Linked DNA regions of Mus musculus: regions 1, 3 and 4 are each linked to region 2. Evidence: chromatin contacts called from public HiChIP or PLAC-seq and promoter capture Hi-C data. All regions are on one chromosome and are shown on one strand. The core of a region is the stretch at or near the end of the contact, and the rest is flanking DNA. Distances in the headings are between cores, read along the strand shown.

The links. Promoter capture Hi-C pulls out the DNA fragments that hold promoters and counts their contacts. HiChIP or PLAC-seq counts read pairs in DNA pulled down with a chosen protein or histone mark. Capture Hi-C pulls out chosen DNA fragments and counts their contacts.
Region 1: an HNF4G HiChIP or PLAC-seq map of pancreatic cancer cells shows a contact between it and region 2. The contact joins the promoter of Zfp518a here to the promoter of Pi4k2a in region 2. A contact is called at or near these places in 4 of 39 promoter capture datasets (liver, pre-B cells and stem cell-derived epiblast-like cells) and 1 of 115 datasets of contacts at active chromatin or transcription factors (pancreatic cancer cells).
Region 3: a promoter capture Hi-C map of pancreatic islet shows a contact between it and region 2. The contact joins the promoter of Ccnj here to the promoter of Pi4k2a in region 2. A contact is called at or near these places in 1 of 39 promoter capture datasets (pre-B cells), 1 of 115 datasets of contacts at active chromatin or transcription factors (acute myeloid leukemia) and 1 of 9 other capture datasets (pancreatic islet).
Region 4: a promoter capture Hi-C map of pre-B cells shows a contact between it and region 2, with 4 times the contacts expected there. The contact joins the promoter of Blnk here to the promoter of Pi4k2a in region 2. A contact is called at or near these places in 1 of 39 promoter capture datasets (pre-B cells) and 1 of 484 Hi-C or Micro-C datasets (B cells).

The regions. Positions count from the first base shown.
Region 1 is chr19:40,893,323-40,896,022 of GRCm38.p6, forward strand. Zfp518a (zinc finger protein 518A) reads left to right here and starts at 1,383. Exons shown (of 5, transcript NM_028319.1): 1 at 1,383-1,468. It overlaps Mir8092 (microRNA 8092), which reads left to right and starts at 1,381; the gene lies at 1,381-1,467.
Region 2 is chr19:42,088,998-42,091,697 of GRCm38.p6, forward strand. Pi4k2a (phosphatidylinositol 4-kinase type 2 alpha) reads left to right here and starts at 1,438. Exons shown (of 9, transcript NM_145501.2): 1 at 1,438-1,939. The coding sequence starts at 1,505.
Region 3 is chr19:40,829,895-40,832,594 of GRCm38.p6, forward strand. Ccnj (cyclin J) reads left to right here and starts at 1,385. Exons shown (of 6, transcript NM_172839.4): 1 at 1,385-1,548; 2 at 2,085-2,194. The coding sequence starts at 2,126.
Region 4 is chr19:40,992,739-40,995,488 of GRCm38.p6, forward strand. Blnk (B cell linker) reads right to left here and starts at 1,483. Exons shown (of 17, transcript NM_008528.5): 1 at 1,274-1,483. The coding sequence starts at 1,320.

The sequences.
Region 1 (2,700 bases), core at 133-2,632, 1.2 Mb before region 2:
TCAGGAAACAGAGGCAGGCAGAGCTTTGTAAGCTGGAGGCCAGCCTGGTCTACAAATTGAGTTCCAGGACAGCCAGGGCTCTGTTACACTGTCTCAGGGCCTGTTACCCTGCCCCCCCCCAAAGAAAATCTATTTTGCAAACATCATTATAGATTATAAATATGCCCTTTTGATATTAATAGATTTCACCTTCACTTTTATAGTTATGTTTGTACTTCTTGTGTGAATTTCAGCTTGCCGCTTCTAGGAGGACTGTTGTACAAACCACCCAAAACTAAGGGTTCTCCGTGTGTGTTTTATTCCTTTCTTTTTCTTTTTCTTTTTCTTTTTCTTTTTTTTAATTTAAAGGGTAAAGTCCGTGTGGCACAGGTCAATGCGTTCAAAAGCATATCCTAAGAAAGTGGAAAATTCTTAACAGTTTTAAAATTGGTTTTAAGAAAAATTTGTGCGTGTCAGGAGTTATTTGGGTTACCCCTTGCCCCCACGCATCCCCCCCCCCAAAAAAAAAAACTACGGCCCACAGTTGAAGCCAAAATTCTCAGATTCGATCTTTTATATTTTGCTATATCCCTCCGCCTCGAGTTTTTGACGGCGGCAGTTTCCACAGTGCTTCCACGTGTGTTTTTTGTCCTTTTTTTCTTTTAAGGGAGGTAATTATTTACCAAGTGAGATTAGTAGGCTTCTGAAACGTTCTGAAAGAGAGGAGCCACATTTGGACTTTGTACGACTCTTGTGTGGGGTGGGGAAGGATTCTTTTCTTGGGGGCAAGGATTCCATTTTTGAGTCTGTGAGGGGCGTGCGAGGGTTTTCCTTCGCTGAGAGGACTTCCTTCGCTCAGACGAGTCCTCCGTGCCGTGGGAGGAGGTCGTGTCGCGGCGGGAGAGAAGAGTGTCCCTCACAGGTAGCCTGTGCGTGGGGCTGCTCTGGAGCTCAGGGTTGGCTCCCTTGTGGGCCAGAGCTTTGGGTAGCAGCTTCGTCCAACCACTGGGACGTCAAAGGGATACCACAACTCGCGTGATCCGAGTAAGTACAGGGAACACGCCATTTGCTAAGATGGGGGCTGCCTAAAACCTCTGGGTTGAGGCCATTTCCTGTCAACCAAGGCTTGCCAAGCACACCAGTTCCTGCTTCTGGTGTCTACTTGGGAAAGGACGGTAGCCATTTTCCCCGTTCTTCCCCCCGCAGTAGGATCCCCGCGGCTGGTGAGTAGACGGGGGGCGGTGAGGCGGGACGCAGGGAGGCGCCGTATGACGAGGTCAGCCGTGGACTCAGCGCCATGGCCTACTCTCGGGAGGCTGAGGCGGGGGCCCTTCCGGCCGCCGTTCCCTTCCGCTCGCCTCAGGTGCAGCGCGGATCCCTCCGCCGCAGCGTGCGCTGCCGGCAGCGCGGCGCTCGGCTTTCCGGCAGTACCCGGATGGAGGGGTAATGGCCGCCATCTGGGACTCGCAGGCAATGGGGACCACGGCAGGTATTCCCTGTGTGCGGAGCCGCCAAGACCAGTTAGGATGTCGGGACGCACAGAGAGACGGCAAGGGGCCAAGGGCGAAATCGTGGGGTGCTAGGGTTCCCCCCAAATGGTCTTGGGGGGGATCCGCCTCTTGCGCTAGGAAGCTCATGTTAAATAGTCCCGTCCATTCAGCGCTTCCGGCCAACTTGCCGCAAAGTTTTCTAGAGAAGTCCTTGGTTTCTAACCCGGGGCTCTTGCTAGCTCTTAGGGCTGGTCATTGTCGTCTCGGCTTGGGCTGGTTGTAAGTTTGTCCCTAAGAACTCCCCCACGGTCTCAGAGCCTAGGACTTGGGCGCGCGCGCACGGCGCGGCGACAGTGTACATCCGCGCGCCCGAGGGGCAGCGGAACTCCGGGGAAAGGGGCGGATCGGGCGCGGCGTTTTGGGGGCGATGCGGGGGCGTTTGGCGCGCGAAGCCATCGCTCGTCGGGTTCCGCGCCCGGTGGAGACGGGCTGGGCAGCCCTCAGTCCGCACCCCTCGAGCTGTAGGTTCGCGGGCCCGCCTCGACGGCATCCCTACTATGGGCCCAGTCTATGGCTATTGGGGGTTCTTCCTTGCAGAGACTCCCCGCTCTCTTGGCGCACGCACTGCGCGCCCTCAGAGTTGGGCAAGAAAGTGGTCCTCTTGTAGACTGCCCCCACCACCACCACACCCAGTGGCATATGGATTTCTTTGTCACGGGCTTTTTTTTTTTTTTTCCCCACTTGTAGGGTCCATCTTGAATCTGTTCTTAACATGGTGTCCTCTTTGTTAAGTGGGTAGTATCTTGAGTTAGATGGCTTTGGTAACTCAAAAGTATTGGGTCTGAATGCATAGATGATGTGATTTAACTCTTATCTAGACCAATGGAACAGATGCAACTTCAAAGTTTAGAAAACAAAAGTTAAGGGTCAGTTTTCGCTTCAGGTTTAAATTTGGGTTATTTTAGTTTTTGTAAATTATTTTTTTCAAAAGTCTTGAAAATGGGGAAAGGGGTCAGTTTTTGAGGAATTCATGAGAATGTTGAACTGTCTGTGATTATCTCAGGGATGTAATGTAAAAACAACTCACAGCGTGGTTAATTTGAAAGTCTGGTTTTCTTAAGGCACATTTTACTAATAATAATTGAATTGCTTTTTTTCCCAGCAAAACAGGTCTGATTTGAGTGTGCTCTAAAGTTTGTATGGTCAGAATGAATAGAGAGACTTGCTGAAA
Region 2 (2,700 bases), core at 188-2,687:
TTCTGAATCTGTCTGTTTCTCTCTCTCTCTCTCTCTCTCTCTCTCTCTCTCTTCTCTCTCTCTCTCTCTCTCTCTCTCTGTCACTCTCTCTTCTGTGCCTGTCCGTGTGAAGGTACCTGAAAAGGCTTAAAGGAGGGTGTCAGATTCCCTAGAGCAAGGCTTAGAGGTTTTTGTGGCCCACCTGATATGAGTGCTGGGAACTGGTTCCGGTTCCGGTTCCGGTTCCGGTTCCGGTGTAAGAGCAGCAAGTGCCTTAGCTGTTCCTCCATGCCTGCAGCCTCTGTTCTGTCTCTAGGTTTAGAGTGGATGCGCTCTACATTGCACTCCTGCAAGCTCTGCCCTCTGAAGCTTCCGGATGTCACGTGCCCTCTGCTGGCTCACTAGGCCTTTAGTGTTTAGCTCTGCTTTTCCTCAGCCAAGCAGGGTGTCCTAAATAGGCTTTAGCCTTCTTCCTCCTTCACTTTGGCAATGCTCCCTGTGCATGGTATGCCTTTTCTTCCCTTCTCCCCTTGCAATTCAGCTACTTCCTTTAGCAGCTGGCTCTTGGTACAGACCCTGTATACGGCCTTTTCTCACGTTCTCAAGTCTATGAACTATTGCGAACTTTCAGCTAATATTGTTAGCTTTATATCTGTCTCCGGTGGTGCTTATACAGAGTGAGGACAAAGCTTCTTCCTTTTATTAATGAAAACGAGGACCAACTGTGTCTAGACATTCAGGTGAATAAAGTCACGGACTAATTTATTCTCAAGGGACCAAAGCTTTCCTCAATGATCAGATTTACATAGTATATGAGCAAAGCATACTATGTAAACTGCATGAAGACTGACATTTATTATTTACTTTTGGTTTTTCGAGACAGGGTTTCTCTGTGTAATCTTGGCCGTCCTGGAACTCACTATGGCCGCAAACTCAAAGAAACAGATCTACCTGCCTCTGACTTCCAAGTGCAAGGTTTAAAGGTTTAAAGGCATCCGCCCGGCTGAGGTACTAGGATTTTTTTTTTTTAACTTATTGCGATAGCACAAGTGACCTATGTCATTGTTGTCGTTTCAATTCTTTGTCCATAGCTGGTGCTTAGTGACACAAAAATGACATTTTGCAGTTTCACAGTCAGCTCAGCGTAGCCAGTCAATAAGTTAGCAAGGAAGCAGCTATCGGAAAAGCTTCCGAAGATCTGTCTGCCAATTGGAAGCTGGGGCGGGCTAAGGGCAGAGGGCGTACCTAACCCGGGTTTGTCTCGAGCATGCGCGGTCTCCACAGAAGGTGACGCGAAAGCTAAGGAGGCCGCGATTGCGTAGGCGCAGGTTCTGATTGGCCACTACACAAGCGCGAGGGGCCGTGCCTACGCGTCGCCAAGTAAACAGGACAGGCTAGGGGCGGAGCTACGGAGGCGCGGCTCCCTGGTTGGCCAAGCGGGAGGTGGGGGAGTGCCGCGGATTGGTCACGGCCGCGAGCTCGCTGGTGTGGAGCGCGCCGGGTCCCCGAGCCGGCGGCCTGAGGGATGGACGAGACGAGCCCGCTAGTGTCCCCCGAGCGGGCCCAACCCCCGGAGTACACCTTCCCGTCGGGCTCCGGAGCTCACTTTCCGCAAGTACCGGGGGGCGCGGTCCGCGTGGCGGCGGCGGCCGGCTCCGGCCCGTCACCGCCGTGCTCGCCCGGCCACGACCGGGAGCGGCAGCCCCTGCTGGACCGGGCCCGGGGCGCGGCGGCGCAGGGCCAGACCCACACGGTGGCGGTGCAGGCCCAGGCCCTGGCCGCCCAAGCGGCCGTGGCGGCGCACGCCGTTCAGACCCACCGCGAGCGGAACGACTTCCCGGAGGACCCCGAGTTCGAGGTGGTGGTGCGGCAGGCCGAGGTTGCCATCGAGTGCAGCATCTATCCCGAGCGCATCTACCAGGGCTCCAGTGGAAGCTACTTCGTCAAGGACTCTCAGGGGGTGAGCGCGGGGGTGCGGGCGCAGCGGGGGCGGCGCCCTGGGACCGGGGAAAGGGGGAATCGAAAGGGTGCAGAAAAGAAACTTCAGCGCCAGCCCCCGGCGAGATTGGGGATGCTTCTGGGGACTGGAAGTGGAGAAACCTCGCGGGATGAAGAAATCAATCAGAACCTTTTTGCAGGGGAAGGCGTGAGCGAAAAGAGAAAAGAGGAAATTGACCAGATACGGGGCAGAAAAGTCCTGACCCAAGCTGCTTTCCAGTCGGTCCCTTAGCTTCAAACTACTGGGACAAGTAGCTAGTCATTGCCTCCAGATTCAGGGTTTTAGACCTATTCTCTTTCACCTTTTATTTATTTATTTTAGTTTGGCCCAAAGCTGTGTGTCGACCCATCACGGACTCAGAGGATTTAATTCCCTCTTGTGTTGTGGGGCTGTCTTTGTAGGGATCCCAGGTTTCTTATTAGCAGTCATTGGTGACAGCGTGGGTGGATTCGTCAGTGTCATCTGTCCTGATTATTGCTCACTTCTGGGAAAAGGTTCATATCGTTGCTTATGGTTCCTCAGTGTCAGAGTGTGGAGCTTTAAAAACACGAAACTGTCTCCTGCCCTTTAATTTTTCCTTCAGTTCTATATTAGCAGTTTACTTAGCTAGGGCAGTTTTGCTGACCTTAATTCTGTCGCCTGCTTTTGTACTGGGGGGGTGTGGAAGCAGGATAATGTGGGGCATGAGGTGACTGAGGCAGCGAAGAAGTGACCTTTATCCA
Region 3 (2,700 bases), core at 135-2,634, 1.3 Mb before region 2:
CCTTTTAGGAATGTAGACTCTAGAGAGACCACCAGAGACATACACAGGCATGAACAAGGATGAATACTGGCATCTTATAAAGAGCCATCTAAGTCTAGAATAATACATGATTTCTGAACCGGTCTCTCCCGGCAAACAACGTGTTCAAAGTAGACTGTAGGACAACCTGCTTATTACAGGATCGCATAGGCAATTATAGTCTGTGACCCACTTTTCTGAAAAGGTTCTTAAGAAAGGCCTGGACCCTAAATCATTTGGAAGCCAAAAGCTGCTTAGTAGTCGTGAATTGGAAACTGAGTACTACTTAAATACCATAAATGACATGGAAATTTTAGCCAGATAACGTCCTTTCCCTCTACTAGTAGTCTCTTCCCGAAATGCACCGGGCTAGGCTGGGTTCTGCCAATTTTCACGTGCATGCTTCCAGTTTCTTCCCATCATTTCCTGAACCCCTGCTCTCCCCAGGCATTGTATAACACTGTCACACAGGGGTCTGCAGCAGCCCTTCCGGGATGGATGCAAATACCAGGGTGATAAGCCATGCTCCCGAAGTGTGCACTCATCCTTTTCTGTACTAGCCCTTTGTCACTCTTCCTCTTTCTAAACAAAATATTCAAAGTAAGGGGTGAGGTCTCATGATTTATGTTTAAATATTGAAGGAAGTCGCTTTACAGTCTCTGGAAAATTGAGGGAACCCATCTACTTCTTTTGGGGTGGTCCTCCAGACACTCTCAAATACAACTGATGGGGTTTCTGTTACATTTCCAGCCCCAGCCAATCGCCTCAATTGACGCTGGAGTGTTCCCACCGTTTAGGGTCTCTTCCTTGACCACCACAGATGGTCAATTACATCCATTATGGATCTGACAAGCCAGGTTGCTAAAGATGTCAATTCCAGTCGCAACTCGCGCGAATCGCCGAAGTGAAAGCAACAAGAAGAGCTGAGTTAGAAGAGCTAAAAGGAGTACTGGGTTTAGAGGGGAGACTGGAGCAGAACTCGACAACCAAAGCGCCTTAGGGACTGGTAAGAGCTAAAGCCCATTCGGAAGGCTTAGGGTAGGGGGAGGATCCCGGAGAGCAGCCCCTCGGAAGTGAGACAGCGGGCCAGATCCGCGCTGCCAAGTTTTAATCCCGGGGCTGAGACATCGCATCTTTCTTTGCCAGCACCCGGGACCCATCAAAGATTCTCTGCAGGTGAGCGGCCCTCGGGCGCCGACAGACCGCGGAGGCTGCAGAGCGAGACCGCCCGGCACCGGGCAGGGGCCCGGGAGACGGAGTAGCACCTGGCTCGGCCCGGCCGCCGATTGGACGGCGAGGCGCGACCCCGCTGTATCGCGAGAGCCGATTGGCAGCGCGGGGCGGCCCGTGCCCCGGCGCTGGCTTTGTACGGCGAGCCGCCTGCCGGTCCTTTAACAATGGGCGGCGCGAGCGCCCGGGTGCTGGGCCCTAGCTGAGGCGGGGGCTTCGCGGCCGACGGTCCGCGGCATGAACGCTGCCGGCGCCCCGTGCACGCCGGCCGGGCTGGGGCTCTGAGGGCCGCGGTTCCGGGTAAGAAACCGCGTGGGCCGGGCAGGCCTGCGGGAGCGCAGCGAGGCGAGGGGAAGCGAGGCGCGGAGCACGGCCGCCCGCCCGGCCTTTTGTTTGCCGCTCCGGGTCCGCGCTGCGGCGGGCGCACCGCAGACCCCCAGGGTGGTGGAGCGTGCGGGGCTGTCGGCGCGGACCTGGTGTCGCGCGCTGGTCACTCTCCATTCCGGCGACGTTCTGACAATGTCAGGGCTCCCGCGCCTAAGTGCAGGCGGCTGAGGTCGAACCCAGAACTCGGAGAGCCCGAGGTGGGCCGTCCCGCCCGGAGCTTTCAGAGCTCGCACCTTTCTGCAGTTCTTGCAGCGGGCGATTGCAGACGACTGGGTAGATCAGGCCTTGCTGGCGTTGGAAGATGGCTCGGGGTCGGGTCAGGTGAAGAGGAGCAGCCGCACGGGGTGACCTGAGATCGCATCCCTGGAGGAGGGGGCGCGGAGGATCGCGGGGGGACTGGGGGGGGGGGGAGTTGCTGGCCGTGACCGCGTCTGGGGCGTGTCTTCCAGACTGAAGTTGCGGCGTCTGGCCGGGCGCACCTCCGGCTTCCATGGAGCTGGAGGGGCAGTGGTGGCGAGGACAGCTGGCTGCGGATATTCACCAGGCGCTTCGGTACAAGGTAACTCCCGAGACCCGACTTTCCCCATCCCGGCTCTTGTGCTTCCTGGAAAGGCCAGTCAGGTTCTTTACTCTCTACCTTCCAGGCCAGAGAAGGCGAGTTTGCTCATTTGTCAAAGTTAATTAACTTCTTCCTTCCCTGGGCTGCATCCGAAGAACCTGTAAATGTGGAGAAGACTGGGGCGTGGTAGTTGGGAGAAGGAAGGTGGATGGTGTTCCGATGTTGCCAGGTCGACCATGGGTGTGTGTGTGTGTGTGTGTGTCTGTCTGTCTGTCTGTCTGTGTCTGTGTGTGAGTGAACAGCCCTCCTTGTTTCGTACATGCTGTTGCATGAAGCTGGTGTAAGCCCTGTACATAACTCAGTTCTCCAACCTTTCCCCAAACCTGCTCTGAGACTTCGGACAACTTAATTTTCTCTTTCTCAGTTTCCTCGTCTGTAAAAGGAGAAATAACAACGACAGAACGTCCTTATGGGGTGATTGTGAAATCTGTTAAGTATGTACTGTG
Region 4 (2,750 bases), core at 233-2,732, 1.1 Mb before region 2:
GCCTCTCAGAGGCTTAATTCTTGAAGCATCATCTTCATGAAGATGTCTCTGCTACTCCAATCCTCTTCTCCACTTCGTGGCCCCCTTATTATTTCTACGATGTCTGCTCTACCCTTCCCTTCCGTGAGATGCACAGCAGAAGATGGAGGGTGCCTGTGGGACCTTCTAACTTCCATGTTAAAGGCTCTGTGGCTCTCCTGGGTATCCTCTATAAAATGGCTGACCAGCTGATGCTGCCCGCTGGTCTGGACCCCTTAGTACCTCTCAGTCTGCCTCTTACCAAACCCCTCAGAGTGAGAAGACCCATGTGCCACCGTGAAAGACTGTCCTTCTATCAACTCCATGTCTTTTCTTGTCATTTGTCTCAGACTCTCCAGTGCTCCATCCCTTAAGTATGACCTCATGAAAGTCCAAAGTTCTAGCCTGCACATGGAATATAACACACCCTTAAACGTTTGAAAGTTCCAGCCTCTGAGAGTCATCAGCCCCACTTCAGAAGACAATGCTCTTCAAACTCAAAAACTGGGAAGTCATCTTTGCATGGTCTCTTGACGTATGTATGCCTTAGGCCACTGCTGGCTTATTCTTTCTTAGTATATATTTCTTTAAATTGCCAAAGCTGTTTTTTAAAATGGTTATTGTTATTATCAGTATGTGTGTGTGTATGTGTGTGTGAAATGTGTGTGGGCATGATGTGTCAGGGCATGCATGTGCCAGGCTGGCAGTGACTGTGGAGTCCAAGGACAGCTTTGTGGAGTTGCTTCTCTTTCCGTTTTTTATCTGGGTTGTGGGCATGGAACTTAGATCATCAGACCTGCACATTCAGCACTTTATCCAGTGAGCCATCTGACATTCTAAAATAGATAGTCATGAGGGTACTGGAGAGACGCGTAGTTCCCCCAATAAACTTAGGGTGAACACCCACAAAACAAACAAGAGTCAGTAAGCGACAGTGACTACAAACGCTCTTCACACCATGGATGAGCCCCTCCTCAGACTCAGAAAGCTGGCTGTTGCTAGCATGTGGGCCATCAAATTTTCTATCTTCTTGCCTTCCCAGAGCTTCACTCTTTGTCCCATCCCTGGCAAAAACCAGCCAAAGCAGGTTCCTTCACTCCTCCTACACGTTTCTTTAAAAAGCTGATCTACTTCCCTATAGCCATTGCTAACCGATTGGCACTGGTCAAGTATCCCAAGGTTTTGGTGCCTCTGAGCGCTGGAGGAGCCCTAGAGGGCAAAGAAGAGGAATAAGGCTCCGAAGGGAATCTCTTACCTCAGCTTCTGGCTGGCAGGGACAGTTATCTTATTCAGCTTGTCCATTTTCTTGAGAGAGGATGTGTCGCTGTCCAGGGGGGTGTCAGCAGCTCCTGGACTTCCTGGGGAGCAGCATGGTAAGGCTCTGGCCTCAAGAACTCAAGCCACTGGAACTGACTTCTGCGAGCAACCCACAGGCTGCTGGCAAACACCCCTGCACAGGGGAAGTAAAACTCGCTGGAGCGCATCGCCAAGTTTCATGTTTCTACGAGGTCATGTGATCCAGGGAGTCAGCCAGCCTGGCTGATTACTGTGCGTTGTGTAAACTTCGGTAGTGAAACCTTATTGGGCATGCAAATCCCTTCCAGTAGCTCTTTTATGATCAGGTGTGTTGCCAGGTTGGATAAGTTTCTGACTGAGCACTACTTCCTGTTTGTCCCAAACCTTAGGTAGTCCCTGTTTTTAGCAGATGGCCAGAGTCACCCTGCCACTTCTTAGGTACAAGGAAAAGCTGAATAATCAATTATATCTGGATGGCTCTTTGGGGGCTTTCTGCTCATTTGCATTAAGCCATGGGTTAGCCTCTTCTTCTTAAGAACTAAGACATGAAATGGACAGTTCTTGTCACCGAGGTCACAGCAGTGGTCATTTAAAATGTGATAGGTAATTCTTTGTGCAAGGTCAAGGTCACTTAGGGGTGGGGAAAGGCGACCCTATCGTATGCTGTGTGGAGTCAGGAGTTGCCTTGCTGAAAGCTTGCCATTTTCAAATAAAGACAGGATACACTCAAAAGTCAGCTGAGGACAAGCCTAGTGATTTCCCAACACATGACATCAGGCGGATGCCTCCTAACTCCCCTCCATGTCTTCCCCTCTCATCACACCCAGTGCGACATGTCAGGTGTAGGGGTATCCCAAGCACAGTGAAATCCCACACCTGCCTCTGACCCCATCTAGACAGTTCTGCTATACTCCTCGAGACAACAAAACACAAAAAACAAAAAAATGAGAGGGCGTGTTCTTTCTTCCCCTTGGACCTGAACACCCCCACCCCCACTCACCTGGCACATCCTAGTCACCTTTGTGAAAGGAGATTACGTTCTGAACATTATCAAAGGACCATCGACCTGGGTCTAAAGAATGCACGGGGGGTTGGAGGGAGACAGAGTGGAGGGATTTCAGTTATCTCTCCTGTTATAGCTTCAAGGGCCTGGCTGAGGAGAGAGTGGGAAGGAGGACCAGGCCAGAGAAGGGAGGAGAAGAGACAGAGAGCAAACCCGGATTTCTTCCCGCCCCTGCCCACCCCCACCCCCAGGTTCTTTGTTCAAAGAGGAGCTCTTCGGTCCTCCTGGTTCCTTGACTGTTCACGTTCATGCACTATATCTGAATTTGCCATTCTTCAGGATGTCCGAGAGCTGATGCCTCAGAGTGGTTGAAGGGTGAGGTCCCTTTGCAGAAGAGTAGGGCATCAGGAGAGAAATGCAGACACTTGCTTCC